2 separate regions of the Ovis aries genome follow, and region 2 is linked to region 1. The links are chromatin contacts, called in public Hi-C maps. All regions are on one chromosome and are shown on one strand. Each heading gives the region's core, a stretch centred on a gene start, on an enhancer-like site or on the middle of the called end of the contact. The rest is flanking DNA. Distances are from core to core; before and after follow the strand shown. Region 1 overlaps FAM13A (family with sequence similarity 13 member A). Region 2 overlaps FAM13A (family with sequence similarity 13 member A).

What was found. A called contact is a pair of places that touch in the nucleus more often than the background predicts.
Region 2: a contact with region 1 is called in a Hi-C map of liver, with 5 times the contacts expected there. The contact joins two enhancer-like sites. A contact is called at or near these places in 6 of 16 Hi-C or Micro-C datasets (hypothalamus, liver, mesenteric adipose tissue and 3 more).

What each region holds. Positions count from the first base shown.
Region 1 is chr6:36,383,995-36,390,968 of ARS-UI_Ramb_v3.0, reverse strand. The region is part of intron 1 of FAM13A (family with sequence similarity 13 member A); the gene reads right to left. Among named protein-coding and RNA genes, the nearest start is that of FAM13A, 33 kb to the right of the region's middle. Within about 2 kb of position 4,053, at least 1 of the 54 cell types and tissues checked has an H3K27ac peak or open chromatin away from gene starts, as enhancers often do. A contact at or near this core is called in liver, where this site is marked.
Region 2 is chr6:36,598,197-36,605,170 of ARS-UI_Ramb_v3.0, reverse strand. The region is part of intron 8 of FAM13A (family with sequence similarity 13 member A); the gene reads right to left. Among named protein-coding and RNA genes, the nearest start is that of NAP1L5, 140 kb to the left of the region's middle. Within about 2 kb of position 2,815, at least 11 of the 54 cell types and tissues checked have an H3K27ac peak or open chromatin away from gene starts, as enhancers often do. A contact at or near this core is called in liver, where this site is marked.

The DNA.
Region 1 (6,974 bases), core at 2,804-5,303:
ATTTTCTGCCATAAGGGTGGTGTCATCTGCATATCTGAGGTTCTTGATATTTCTCTGGCAATCCTGATTCCAGCTTGTGCTTCATCCAGCCCAGCGTTTCTCATGATGTACTCTGCATATAGGTTAAATAAGCAGGGTGACAGTATACAGCCTTGACATACTCCTTTTCCTATTTGGAACCAGTCTGCTGTTCCATGTCCAGTTCTAACTGTTGCTTCCTGACCTGCATACAGGTTTCTCAAGAGACAGGTCAGGTGGTTTGGTATTCCCATCTCTTTTGGAATTTTCCACAGTTTATTGTGATCCACACAGTCAAAGGCTTTGGCATAGGATGTAGAAAAATTGGAACCCTTAATGCATTGCTGGTGACGATGTAAAATGATATAGCACTATGGCAAATAGAGGTTCCTCAAAAAGTTAAATATAGAATTACTGTATGATCCATCAATTACACTTCGAGTATATACCGTAAAATCAGGAACTAAAACAGGTACCTGTAGACCAATGTTCATAGTAGCATTACTCACAACAGTCAAAAAGTAAAGATTACCATTCAAAAGTTTATCAAAAGATGAATAAACAAAATGTGGGGGTGTGTGTATATACACACACACAAATATATGAAGCTAATGTAACTATACTATTTGTATATTTACCTTGCTTTTGCTTATTTTGGAGGCCTTTCCATATTAGCACATATATTTGCTGATATTATACTATAAAGACACTATAACTGACTTAACCAATCTTATTTACTGATGTTTAGGTTATTTACAGTTCTTGATATTACAAGTATTTCAGCAATAAGCAATCACACAAACATTTCTACATAATTGTACAGATACCTATAAGATAAATTCTTAGAGGCACAATTGCTAGATGGACAGGCTTATGAAGCTGTAATTTTTTTAATACTACCTCCAAGAGTTAAGAGGAGCTTCCTGCTACTAGATTATATGAAAGCAAAATAAATTTCCCTTTAACTTACTGTATAAATCATAAATTTTAATAAGTATTGCCACATTGCCCTACAAAAATGTTTTCATGGTTTACAGCTTGATTCATAGCATATGAGAGTGCCTGTTTCCCATTTTATAAACCACGAGTATTAAAAAATTTCATGAATTAACTATGAATGAGATTGAGCAATTTTCTTTGTGAATTTGCATTTATGTTTCTTGTTTGTGAGCCTCCTAGTCATAAGCTCTGCCTAATTTTAATTGGGTGGTTTTCTTTTTCCTACTGATTTGTAGGAATTTTTTAATATTAAAATAATTCATCTTGTTTAAGTCATGTGTGTTTTAAATATCTGTTCTAGAAGGCAATGGCACCCCACTCCAGTACTCTTGCCTGGAAAATCCCATGGGCGGAGGAGCCTGGTAGGCTGCAGTCCATGGGGTCGCGAAGAGTCGGACACGACTGAGCGACTTTCCTTTCACTTTCATGCACTGGAGAAGGAGATGGCAACCCACTCCAGTGTTCTTGCCTGGAGAATCCCAAGGACGGGGGAGCCTGGTGGGCTGCCGTCTATAGGGTCGCACAGAGTCAGACATGACTGAAGTGACTTAGCAGCAGCAGTTTCCTTCTGGCATTTAACTTTTGATATTTGTGTTGCACAGACATTTTGGTTATTTGGCAGAAAACTTCACCCATCTTTTTCTTCAGGGCTGGGTCTCCTTTGAAACACATTCCTTGATCCAAAATTAATCTTTAAATTCACACGTGTTATTCTAGTATTTTTATGACTTTACTTTGACATTTCTATCTTTGATCCATCTCTAGTTGAAAGAGGAAGAAATACAGCAATTATCTTTCTTCAAGTAGCTAGTCATTATTAAACTGTTTTAATTCCTGTTATTTTAATATCTGATATGCTAAACTCCCCCAACTTAAAGGAGTAACTGTAATATTTCAGAATTGTCATAAAATAAAGTCATATAGAATCTTTCCATAGAACACTCATTTTGAATGATAAACTTAAAACAAAAATCTCCAAACTGCCTGTTACCTGTATGATAAATAAACTTATATTTAGTTATAAGACACATAAACAATTCTGCTATGACTTGCCATACTACCGCTTCATCAACTATCGTCAATTCATCGTTACAGAGAACAACTCAAATATGCTTTCTTGTGATCTCTATTTCAGAAACTACTGGACACAACAGCTTTAGGATATGAAACAGAGTTACTCAAAGTTATCCTTATAGTATAGTCTTCCCTACTTAACTGGCCTAATTCTTCCATGCTAGTTTGCACTTTCCACCACTGTAACTAAAATGTCCCCAAAATCTTCTGCACAAGTATTAACAAATTAAACCCATCCACACAGCCAACCATTTTTCAAAAAAAAACAAAAAACAAAAAAAAACCCTGAAATAACCTAGATACTACTGACTTTATCCACACTGAGTAGATACATTTATCTATCACTCTGCTATTGACCTATTTTGACTTCTGATTCTGAAGGGCAAAGATGAAAATTCTCCTTGCAACACAATTTAAATGTGAAGACAGAGACATCTTTGTTTGACTATTAATCTAGTTTTCTTCAGTACTTGGTTTATTGTTTAAAAAAAAAACAAAATTAAATGTTTAATCCTGTTTGAAATTTGATCTAAATCCAATAATATAAATAGTCCCTTCAGATTACAGAGTTCCTTTTGTATTGTTTAAAACAGATAATGATAGTATTAAGGAAACCACCTTAAGGCAAGCAGATAGCCATGTAACAAAGATAATATTTTATGATGCTGTGCTGTTCACAATGTATTTTCACATTAGTGTTTGGTTTCTCACAACAACCCGGTTCAACTACGAATACCCCCTTGTGACAGATGGAAAGTGAGAAGTTAAACATCTTGCTCAGGGTCATGTTGGGCAAGCCAGGAAGTGGCTGAGCCAAGACTCAAAGCCATATCTCCAGCCTTTCAAATCTTGCCTCATTCCAATGCAGGATGAGCTTCCCCAAACCACAGAACAGTAAGCCACCAAATGATGAGGTGTATTAGTTGTTTCTGATGCAAGCAACTGAAATTCCAGCTTGAACTAGCTGAAATAATAATGACATTTACTAACACATTAAACTACTACTAAGGCGTTGAGAGGAATGGAAGCCTAACTTGGTAGATGCAATGGCTTGTGAATGTCACCAGTACTTGCCATTTACTGATCAATTAACTAAAAGCAGATCTTTAGGCTGCCTCCTCTCTTCACATCTGCCAGCAGCACTTGGTGTACTTAATTCATTGTTTACATTCAGACTGCTACCCTAATCATGGACCATATGTCCTTCTCTTTGTTTGGTTTGAGCAATTTAGGTTACGGCCAGGGAGACTTTTTGTTTACACATGTCCCAACTATCTTTGCATTTAGGTGGGAACATGTGACTAGTTCAAAGCCATGAATCATGAGAAGAGTAATGAGTTGCTTCCAGAGTGAGACAGATAAAATGCATGTGTGACTCCTCCATTTCTTTCCCTGATATAACTTAGGGGATACATGCTAATATGCTAAGATAATTAATAGATCACAGAATGGAGGAAGCCTACATACCAGAGCCACCAGATGGGAGAGAGGTTCTGACAACTTGCATGAGACTCTGAGTAGTTTAATTTTCATGCCTCAAGCTACTGAGATTTCAAGGTTTATCTACTGGAACATGCAGTGCTAGTTACCTTGATCGAAGCAGATTACATGCCCACCTGAGGGAAAGCTATGCATTGACCAGACTGAACATCATCTGAGATGGAATGGATGTGTGAGATCTTTTCACTACATGTAATTTCACAGTAAGAATTCCTGAGATATTCAATTGGAGACTCAAACAGTTAAAAGTACAAAACATTTATAATTGTCCTGCTAATTTTTGTTAATAGAAAACTGCATTTACACAAAAAGATACCACCAAGAAGACAGATGCCTTTGCAGATACACTCTCAGATTCTGGAAGATCTTCAAAAATAAAATATACCCAGGGAACTGCAAAACCTAGGCCATGACTGACCTGTCTGTGCAAATGTTTACTGAACAACTACTACTGCCCAGTCCTGAGCAAAAAGCAAGTAATGCAAATAAGACATGATCCCTTCTGTCCAAACGGCTACCTGCTGTGCTGTTGTGCTGTGCTTAGTTGCTCAGTTGTGTCCAGCTCTTTGAGACCCCCTGGACTGTAGCCCACCAGGTTCCTCTGCTTGTGAGGATTCTCCAGGCAAGAATATTGGAATGGGTTGCTATGCCCACCTCCAGGGGATTTTCCCAACCCAGGGACCAAACGCAGGTCTCCCGGATTGCAGGCAGATTCTTTACCATCTGAGCCACCAGGGTTGCCTACTAGATGACAGAAATTATGCTAAGAAGTTAAACAGATGGTCAAATAGTCCCCAAAATATACTATCAAGGTAGCATACTGCTCAATAATGTCTGAGATCAGAGTATAGTAACATAACCAATATTTAAACTCAGGTATGCCAGGCTCCAAACAAAGCCCATGCTTTTCAAAAATCTCAAATAAAGCTTAAAAAAATTAAATTCATTATGGCATTTAAAAAACCTAAATGTAGTCTGCATGGGAGGAAATTGGTACCAAATAATCAAACTAGAAACTACCAAGAGGATATCTCTGATGGTCTTGAAACTCTGCTCTTACATAATATTTGTTTGCTGTATTATTTAGGAAGATTTGGTTCAGCTAAATTGAGAACAAGAGAAACTGTAAGGAGAACAGATAGAACTAAGTATTGACAGTACATAAGGACATAGGCTAGCTTGGTAGACATATTCTACAAAGAAAAAGATGGAAGATGATTAAAAAGAGATGAAAGAACCAAGTTAAGCACCTGACATTTATGAGACACCAAATATTTATGTCTTTACTAAGTCGCCCATTGATTTTACCCATTCTGGCCCCATGCGCTTTCTGCCTGAGATATGCACATAAAAATTCATAGCTGTGCAGTGGTGTCTTGGTAAGTTACACTTATACCTAGGCACACTTGCCCCTGACGACAGAGCAAGTTGTGCTGGCTCCAGATACACTCCACCTGCTGAGCCAGCTCACACTCAATACTGGTCTTCAAAAATGTAACACGATCAAAGAAGGTTGATATGGCCAAGAAGGCAAGAAAGACAGGAAAGATGAACATTATGTAACATGGGGAGGGTGGTCTTTTTGTCCCATTTAAACCCTTTCCAAGTAGGTAAACCTATCTCATCTTTTCCCCCTTACTTTGTGCGGTGTCTTGCTGCTGCTGCTTGCTCAGTTGTGTCTGACTCTGTGCAAGCCCATAGATGGCAGCCCACCAGGCTCCCCCATCCCTGGGATTCTCCAGTCAAGAACACTGGAGTGGGTTGCCATTTCCTTCTCCAATGAATGAAAGTGAAAAGTGAAAGGGATGTTGCTCAGTCTTGTCCGACTCTTCACAACCCCATGGACTGCAGCCTACCAGGCTCCTCCCTCCATGGGATTTTCCAGGCAAGAATGCTGGAGTGGGGTGCCATCGCCTTCTCTGTGTGTGGTACCTTGCTGTTGCTGCTAAGTCACTTCAGTTGTGTCCAACTCTGTGCGAGTCCGTAGACGCCAGGCAGCCCACCAGGCTCTGTAGTCCCTAGGATTCTCCAGGCAAGAACACTGGAGTAGGCTGCCATTTCCTTTTCCAATGCATGAAAGTGAAAAGTGAAAGTGAACTCGCTCAGTCGTGTCCGACTCTTAGCGACCCCATGGACTGCAGCCCACCAGGCTCCTCCCTCCATAGGATTTTCCAGGCAAGAATACTGGAGTGGGGTGCCATCACCTTCTCTGTGAGTGGTGTCTTAGGTTGGTGCAATAAATCTACAAGAGTATCCTGATTTGGTCTGCGAGCCTTTTTGTACTGTGGCCTGTCTGCGCTATGTGTATAAAAAGGTAGCTGATAGCACCAGATGGTGAAGCTACAGGGGTGGATGTGCCCACATTAGGGACAAAGGCTATAAAGCCCGGGATACCCCTCAAATTGTAGCCAGCACCACCAAGAGTTGGGGCTAAGTTAGGACAGAATGATAGCTGGGGCCTGACAATACCAAGAGAACTGAGCCCCAAATTCACCAGTCACTGACTCGGTCCCTAAACTCACTCACACAGCAGAACAGTCAAGAGTATAAGAACCTACACATAGGCACTCAAGGTCCCTCCTTTATTCACCCATTGGAACATCCACTCCCTAGTCTCAGCCCACCTGACCTCAAAATGACCACATGGCACCTTGGACAGAAGAACTGGAAGGGCAGGGAATCTGAAAGACTCAGGATTCACCTGAGAAGGCCTGAGTCATCATCCAAAAGTGTATCAAAAACTAGGAGAAACTAAGATAATGCCAGCTGGCAAGTATGTTTCCTGTTCTGCCTGGGGGTGATTACTGAGGAAAAGTAAGTATGTCCCAGTAAAGAATTAACCTCTTCTATGTAATTTAAGTAAGTTTGTGAGTCCATTACAGTTTTACTAGCAGCACTGGCAATTTGGGAAACAGAAGATATCAAAAGGAAATGAGGACGGGAAAGTCAAAGGAACCAGGAATTTAAAATCTTTAAACCTCTCTTCCCACTTCAAGGATTCATGCACACACACCCATACACACACTTTACAAACATTTGGTACTCGATTATTTTGCCTGAAGAACAACTATCTTCAGTAACAGGATACTGAGCAGTTACTACACATATGTCTAAGCAGCAAAGTTCCAAACTACTAAGTTTATGAGCCCACATGCCTTCATTTATGTTTACTTGAAGTTCTCACTTTTCTGTCAGAAACATAAAGTGTTTTGATCTTCAATAGCCATATTTCCAGAAATATTATGCTCCGATTCCTAAACATGTGCTTCCTCCTACAGTCAAATTGGGACACAGCACAATCAAAGACCAAGCTAAAGTTAAAGAGTAGGGATGATTAAGAATTATTTCTCCTGGGAGCAAATAATCTCTTATATTGTACGATT
Region 2 (6,974 bases), core at 1,566-4,065, 220 kb before region 1:
TGAGCTGAAACTGCTAATGTTCACAAGACTAGAACTAACTTCGTTTAGCGAACACGAAGAGGTATTATGCTTTGGAAGCAAAACAAACAAAAGGCTTCCAAAAATTTGCAACCTTCCCCGCAATAAGGTAGGGAAATAATTAAATTCTTTTCTTGATTGCTTAGTACAAATTTGAAATATATTGTTTGGGGCTGAATAGTATCTCCTCAAAAACAGTATCCCCTAACCCCAAGAAACTCAGGATATGATCATGTTTGAAAATAGTCTTTACAGAGGTGATCAAGTTAACGTTACCATAATGGGCTCTAACGCATACAACCAGCACCCTTATAGAGCAGACAGAGGTGGATACACACACAGGTAGCACACCATGTGAACACTGGAATTGTGTTGCCACCAACCAAAAACTCCTGGAAGTAAGGAGAGAGGCCAGGGATAACTCATTTCCCAGTGTCTTTTGAGGGAGCCCAGCCCTGCCAACATGTTAATTTGGGATTTCTGGCCTCTAGAACAGTGAGACTGCAAGGAAATCCAACCAGTCCACTCTGAAGGAGATCAACCCTGGGATTTCTTTGGAGGGAATGATGCTAAAGCTGAAACTCCAGTACTTTGGCCACCTCATGCAAAGAGTTGACTCATTGGAAAAGACTCTGATGCTGGGAGGGATTGGGGGCAAGAGGAGAAGGGGACGACAGAGGATGAGATGGCTGGATGGCATCACTGACTCGATGGACGTGAGTCTGAGTGAACGCCGGGAGTTGGTGATGGACAGGGAGGCCTGGCTTGCTGAGATTCATGGGGTCGCAAAGAGTCGGACACAACTGAGCGACTGAACTGAACTGAGGACAGTGAGACAATAAATTTCTGTTATTCTCAGCTACCCTGTTGGTGGTGTTCTGTCACAGCTGTGCTGGGAAACTAACAATTCTACTAAAAATATTCCGCCCCCCCCAAATCCAGAATTAAGAACCTGCCTAACAAAAGTGTCTCCATCTTACACATAGGTTATACTCTGGAATTTCATTTGTAGGATGGCTAAGACTAGAATCGGTTTCTCACACTGACATGGGGATTTGACTTCCAGGCCTGTACTAACCTCTCATTCAAATAAAGTATCCTCAATAAGCACTCCAGAGTCAGTGTTTTGAAAAACTTTGGCCACGACCCAGTTAGAAACACATTTTACATTGTGACAGTACGCAGACACATAAAAGAGACAAACACTTCATAGCATTATTCTTACTTTGGATATTTTCTATTTTGTCATATTTCACGGATATAAAGTTATATAAAACACTGGTCACAATCCGCTAAATTGGTTTTATGACCACCAAAAGGTCATGACCCACAGTTGAAAAATGCTATGCTAAACACACATCTCCCTGGCTTGAGGCATAATTAATGCACAATGAATGCTGCTGAATTAAGATCAACATTCTCATAGGACAGACAGCAAACACTCTTTTCTTCTCTGCTTCACTGTCAGAATCAGCTCTGGGCCAAAAAAGGTACAGATTTTGTTGAGCCCGGATCACAGATAAAATCAGAGAGAAAGCAGGTCCAGATACACCTAGCAATATAGATGTGAGAAAGTCATTCTAGGTGAGCATGGGGGAGCTGATAGAGGATTTCCAGGTCTCTTCAATATTCTTTTCCTGCTTATACCACAGGATGGTGTCAAGAAGGAGACTCAGGGACCCATGGCTTTTTTTGATTTTGCCTTCCTTACTGACCTGGGCTGCCCAGGTTGCGCTAGTGGTCAAGAATCTACCTGTTAATGTAGAAGATGCAAGAGATGTGAGTTCAATTTCTTGGCTGGAAAGAGTCCCTGGGGTAAGAAATGGCTACCCACTCCAGTATTCTTGCCTAGAAACTTCCATGGGCAGAGGAGCCTGGCGGTCTACAGTCCATGGGGTGAAAAAGAGTCAGACACAACTGGGAGCTTCTAGAGATTACTAATGACCACGACATTCTTTATCACCTATATTCTGTCTCTTCGATTCAAAGAACTAGTATACTTGGAAGGAACTAGGGAGCACCTTACTCTGTTTCCGTCCCTCTACCCAGCTAGTTCTGTCCCTGGATGCCCTTCTAATGAACACTGTTCAATCTCTAGGGAACTGGAGGGGACTGGTGAGGGTGTGTGCCTGCCAGCAACAGGATGCAAAGCTTTTAAGCAGGGAGGGGTGGGGCTGCTTTACCTTCTGTCTCTTCAATCTTTTCCTATAGTGAGAAAGTAAAAAGGAAACTATTACTACCTGTGGACCAGCTGACACAGCTGAGAGTCTCACATCGTACTTTACAGGGGATCCTGGCTGGAGATGCGTTTAGAAGTCACTGGACAGAGTCCTCATTCCTGTTATAATAATTTCAGTTGCATTAACAGCCAACTGCTCTCCTTAAAAAAAAAAAAAAAAATCCCTCACTCCTACTCATGGTCGGTCACCAAACTGCACTGATTCTATCTCAAAAAGAGACAAATCTCTTGAATCTGACCTTTCCTTTCCATTTCCACCGCTTTAGTCCCTCACAGTGGCAATACTCATTTTCCCCTGCCATCCAGACCAGTTTATCCTTAATACTCCCATCAGATTTATCTTCCTAACCTGAAACCCTCTCCTGTTTCCTCTTTGTCTTTGGGGTGAAGTCCAGATGTCCAAACCTGGCACACAAGGGCAGCGAGCTTCCATCAACCTCGCACTGCACTTTCGTAACCCTGTCTGTACGTGCTGTTCCCTCTGTCTTGAATGCTTCCGGCACTTCTCTCTCTGTCTGGTAAATACTTCATCTCTCAGCTCAAATGTCATCTAATCTGGGAGGCCATCTCCATCACCCTGGAGAGGGGAGAGACTTCTCCATGCAGGTTCCCAGACACTCTGTCCACAACCATAAACCAGTGCCCAGCACATGATGCCACAGATTCCAGAGTTTGGAAGCTGGCTTCACCTCCTGGACTGGTCTTTATCTTTGTCCCCTGCAGCACCTTGCAAGGTACCCAGAACATTCTGGGTGTTCTGTCAGTGGCTGAGGAATAAAATCAGCATCGCTCAGACCATGCTGAATCCTGACATGACCGTGTGATTATGCATTGTGAAAACATACCCCGTTTATAATTTGTAAAATTAAATTTCCCAACTGGATGCATTCTCAGATAGCTGTATGTTGATTATTTTAAGTTATTTTGTTCCCTGTTATTCCAAACTTAATGGAACTGCAACTGTGCCATGGGCTTTCTCCCACCCTTATTTAGAGAATTTATTTTCTCCCACTGCACAGTTAGATGTGGGAGTGCTGCCATTGTGCCAGTAATGTAAACACTACACTTTTTGTAGGGTACTGTGAACCCAGAAAAGGATATGTTCGGGCAAGGCAATGTTTGAATACGGGCTTGCCACATACTCTATCTGTTTGTTCTGGCTTGAGAGCAGGAAAAGAAATTTTTTTCACTTCATTGCAAACCCAAAGCTTTGTGTGGAGCTTAAAGAAAATTTTGGTTTAGTCACAAAACTGTTTTCAAGGCAGCTGGAAGCTTTCATTTGTCTCTGAGATTCTTGTTCAGCAAAGTGCTATTTATCATTATTACAGATACAGCAAGATCGCCTTCGGGAGGCAGCAATTTAGAACGTAATATACAGTAAGTTTCTTTTTTGAGTGGGTTGATATTAATGGATAAGAGAATATTTTTAGAACATCAGCAAACACATTGAAATATTTCCTAATCTTTGGCTCTGAAACAAACACAAAGGAATAGGTGATACCTGCCAGAGGGAATAGGAAATTTTTTTTTTTAACTAATTTTTTTCAATTATTACCCTGGTAGCTCAGACGGTAAAGAATCTGCCTGCAGTGCAGGAGACCTGGGTTCAATCCCTGGTTTGGGAAGATCCCTTGGAGAAGGGAATGGCTACCCACTCTAGTATTATTGCCAGGAGAATCCCAAGGACAGAGGAGCCTGGCAGGCTACAGCCCATGGGGTTGCAAAGACTCAGACACAACTTAGCAACTAACACTTTCACTTTACAACCATTCTTAATGGCTTGCTATAACAAGGTGCCACAGATGGGGTGGCTTCAACAACAGAAACACTGACTTCTCACATTTCCAGAGGTTGGAAGCCTGAGATCAGGGTGCCAGCACGGTCAGGTTCTGCTGAGAGCTCTCTCTGGCGTGCAGACTGCCATCTCCTTGCTGTACCTCCACCTGGATGGGGTTGGTGGACGGGGAGACTGTGCTCTGGTACTTTTATCTCCTCGTAAGGGCACCAATCCTATCATGGGAGTCCCACCTCCATGAGCTCATGCAAACCTAATTATTCCCAAAGGTCCCACTTTAACATACCATCACCCTAGGGACTAAAGCTCTAGTATATGAATTTGAATAGTTTTATCATTTACAAAGAACTATAATATTCTTTAACTACAAAATTTCCCCTCTAAGTAAGTATGTTAGGCATTATCACCCCTACTTCATAGGTAAAGAAAATGACTTGCCCAAATTCACATGGCTAACTCACTGTCAGTGTCTGGATATCTGGATACGTTTCTTGACGGCGCGTTTACTATCTTTCATTGCTTTCCCCACTGTTATCTGCTGACTCTCTAGTACCTCTTCTTTTTTACCCAGTACTTTAGACAGGGTGATCTCTCTAAAACTTAAGAATAACCGTCACTTTAATTCACACTAGCTTCTTGGTTTGGGGTAAACAGCAAATATTTAGGCTTCAGAGCCACTGCAACCATCTCATGACAGCAGAGCCCATGGAGGTCTCCCTTGTTCTCACTCGTTCTCATTACTACCAAATGCAGACCACACTGGTGATGAAATCAAAGTTCAGATACTCAACCCCAGAAGGGTTAACCCAGACTGGAGGTAAGGCAGCTTTTAACTCCCTCTGAGACTGAGGTGGGTCATAGAAGGGAAGGCTGGGGAGGCTGAGTGCTATCAAAGTGCAAACAAGTTTGGAATAGCATGAGTTTTCAGATAAATTAACCTAAGGCGTCACCACCACAAACAGTAGAGGGCTCTCTAACATCACACAGGAGATTCACAAGCTGGCCCATTATTGCCGGGGTTGTTCCTTGGTTAAGTCCCCCATCATCCCAAGTGACCAACGTTTACTTGTTTGCAAAAGAATATTCCGAAAACCGATACTTAGAAAGGCCAAATGGATTCTGTTGATAAGAGGTTCAGTGACATTTTCCCATGCTGGGTCACTAATATATGTTAATTAATACTGTCACTATAAATCTTAAAGAGCCACTGCAATTTGCAATTTGGTATATTTCACCATCATGAAATAAATATTCAATAATGTATATTGAATATCATAATTTGCTTGATGAAGTAATGAAAAGAGAGTTATACTGACATTATTCATCTCAGTTTCCCACTTTCATAAATAAATCAAATGGAAAAAGGGATGTGAAAGCAGATGACGATGCATTAAAATCAAAGGAATCTAGACTAGTCATTAGTGCACTTAACTTCATCTTCCATCATTAGTTTTTGTGGCCATAAGATGAGTTAGTGACTATCTGAAAGTTAGCCTAGCAAATCAAAATACTGCTGTGAAGTTGAGAGCTTTGTCATGGACATAAGAGTGAGTAAAGGCTATTTCTTAGCTCACTGAAATCTTCTACATATAAAATGGAGATCCTCACCATTTTGGAGGTGAGGCTCCAAACATCCAAGGAAAAAAATACAATGGAATATGAATCACGAAAGGAGCTTGAGGTATAAGTGAAGTCTAGAGTCTAATAAACTATCTCTTTAGTGACAGAAAGTAAATTTGTTGTTGTTTAGTCGCTAAGTCTTGTCTGATTCTTTTGTGACCCCATGGATTGTAGCCTTCCAGGCTCCTCTGTCCACAAGATTTTCCAGGCAAGAATACTGAAGTAGATTGCCACTTCTTTCTCCACGGGATCTTCCCAACCAAGGAAATGAACTCGCATCTCCTGCACTGGTAGGCGAATTCTTTACCACTGAGCTCACCAGGTAAGCGTCTTTAGCACTGAGCCACCAGGTAAACCCTGAAGGTAAATTTAGTACCTGAGAAAAAACTTCTTTCAATTCTTTATATAGTTTCTCTACTTAATTCTAATATTATTCTATTTCCTTGGGAGCACTTTTTTAGTTGGCAAGAATATCAATACAATGCTATACAGTACAAATAATTTAGTATTTCTGAAAATAACTGGAATAATTTAACCATCTCAATAGATGTACTATAAGTTCTATCATTAGTTTAAGTCATTTTGCAGTGAACTTTAAGAACTGAGTTCTTTACAGAGGATCAAATTTTAAACATTCAGCCTTTGCAGTTTTTCTAAAAATGGTGTTTCAACATAGTCACTTCCATCCTGGAGAAAGTCTGCAAATTATGTTAAGTTATAAACAGATAGTAAAACACATTGAAGGGAACCAAAGTATTTTACTTCATTCTTAGCCTTCAATCTGTTATTCTCATCTTAGTTACTGATTAGCAGTAACAAATTTATCTTCTATACACTTTCACAACATGCTAAGAAAGGCTAAAAAGTCTCTCATGGGAATTATAAGCTAAGCAGACACTGGGGAACAAACATGCCCTCTAAAAAGATCATACACTTATATGAGGTTAAATAAAACATAGGGTAATATTATCCATGCAGGTACATCTCTATTATTATGTTAATTATAATGTCCATTACCAAATCCACCACAAGTATTGTAATTGTCTGGTCATGTGTCTGCGTCCTCACTAGCATGTGAGCTCTCTGAAGCAGAACTATGTCTTCATTCCCTTAGTATCACTGGCAATACAGAGTAGTATTTGGTCATAAAGAAAACATTAAAAAACACTGTAAGTATCTTTTAATAGGTAACACTGACCGTCTAGTAAATGAAAACATCAATTAAGACAAAGACACTTCACATAAGGTCCTGATATTCAATGTGTATTTGGGGATGTTGAGTAGTATTGTGTTAGTATCTTA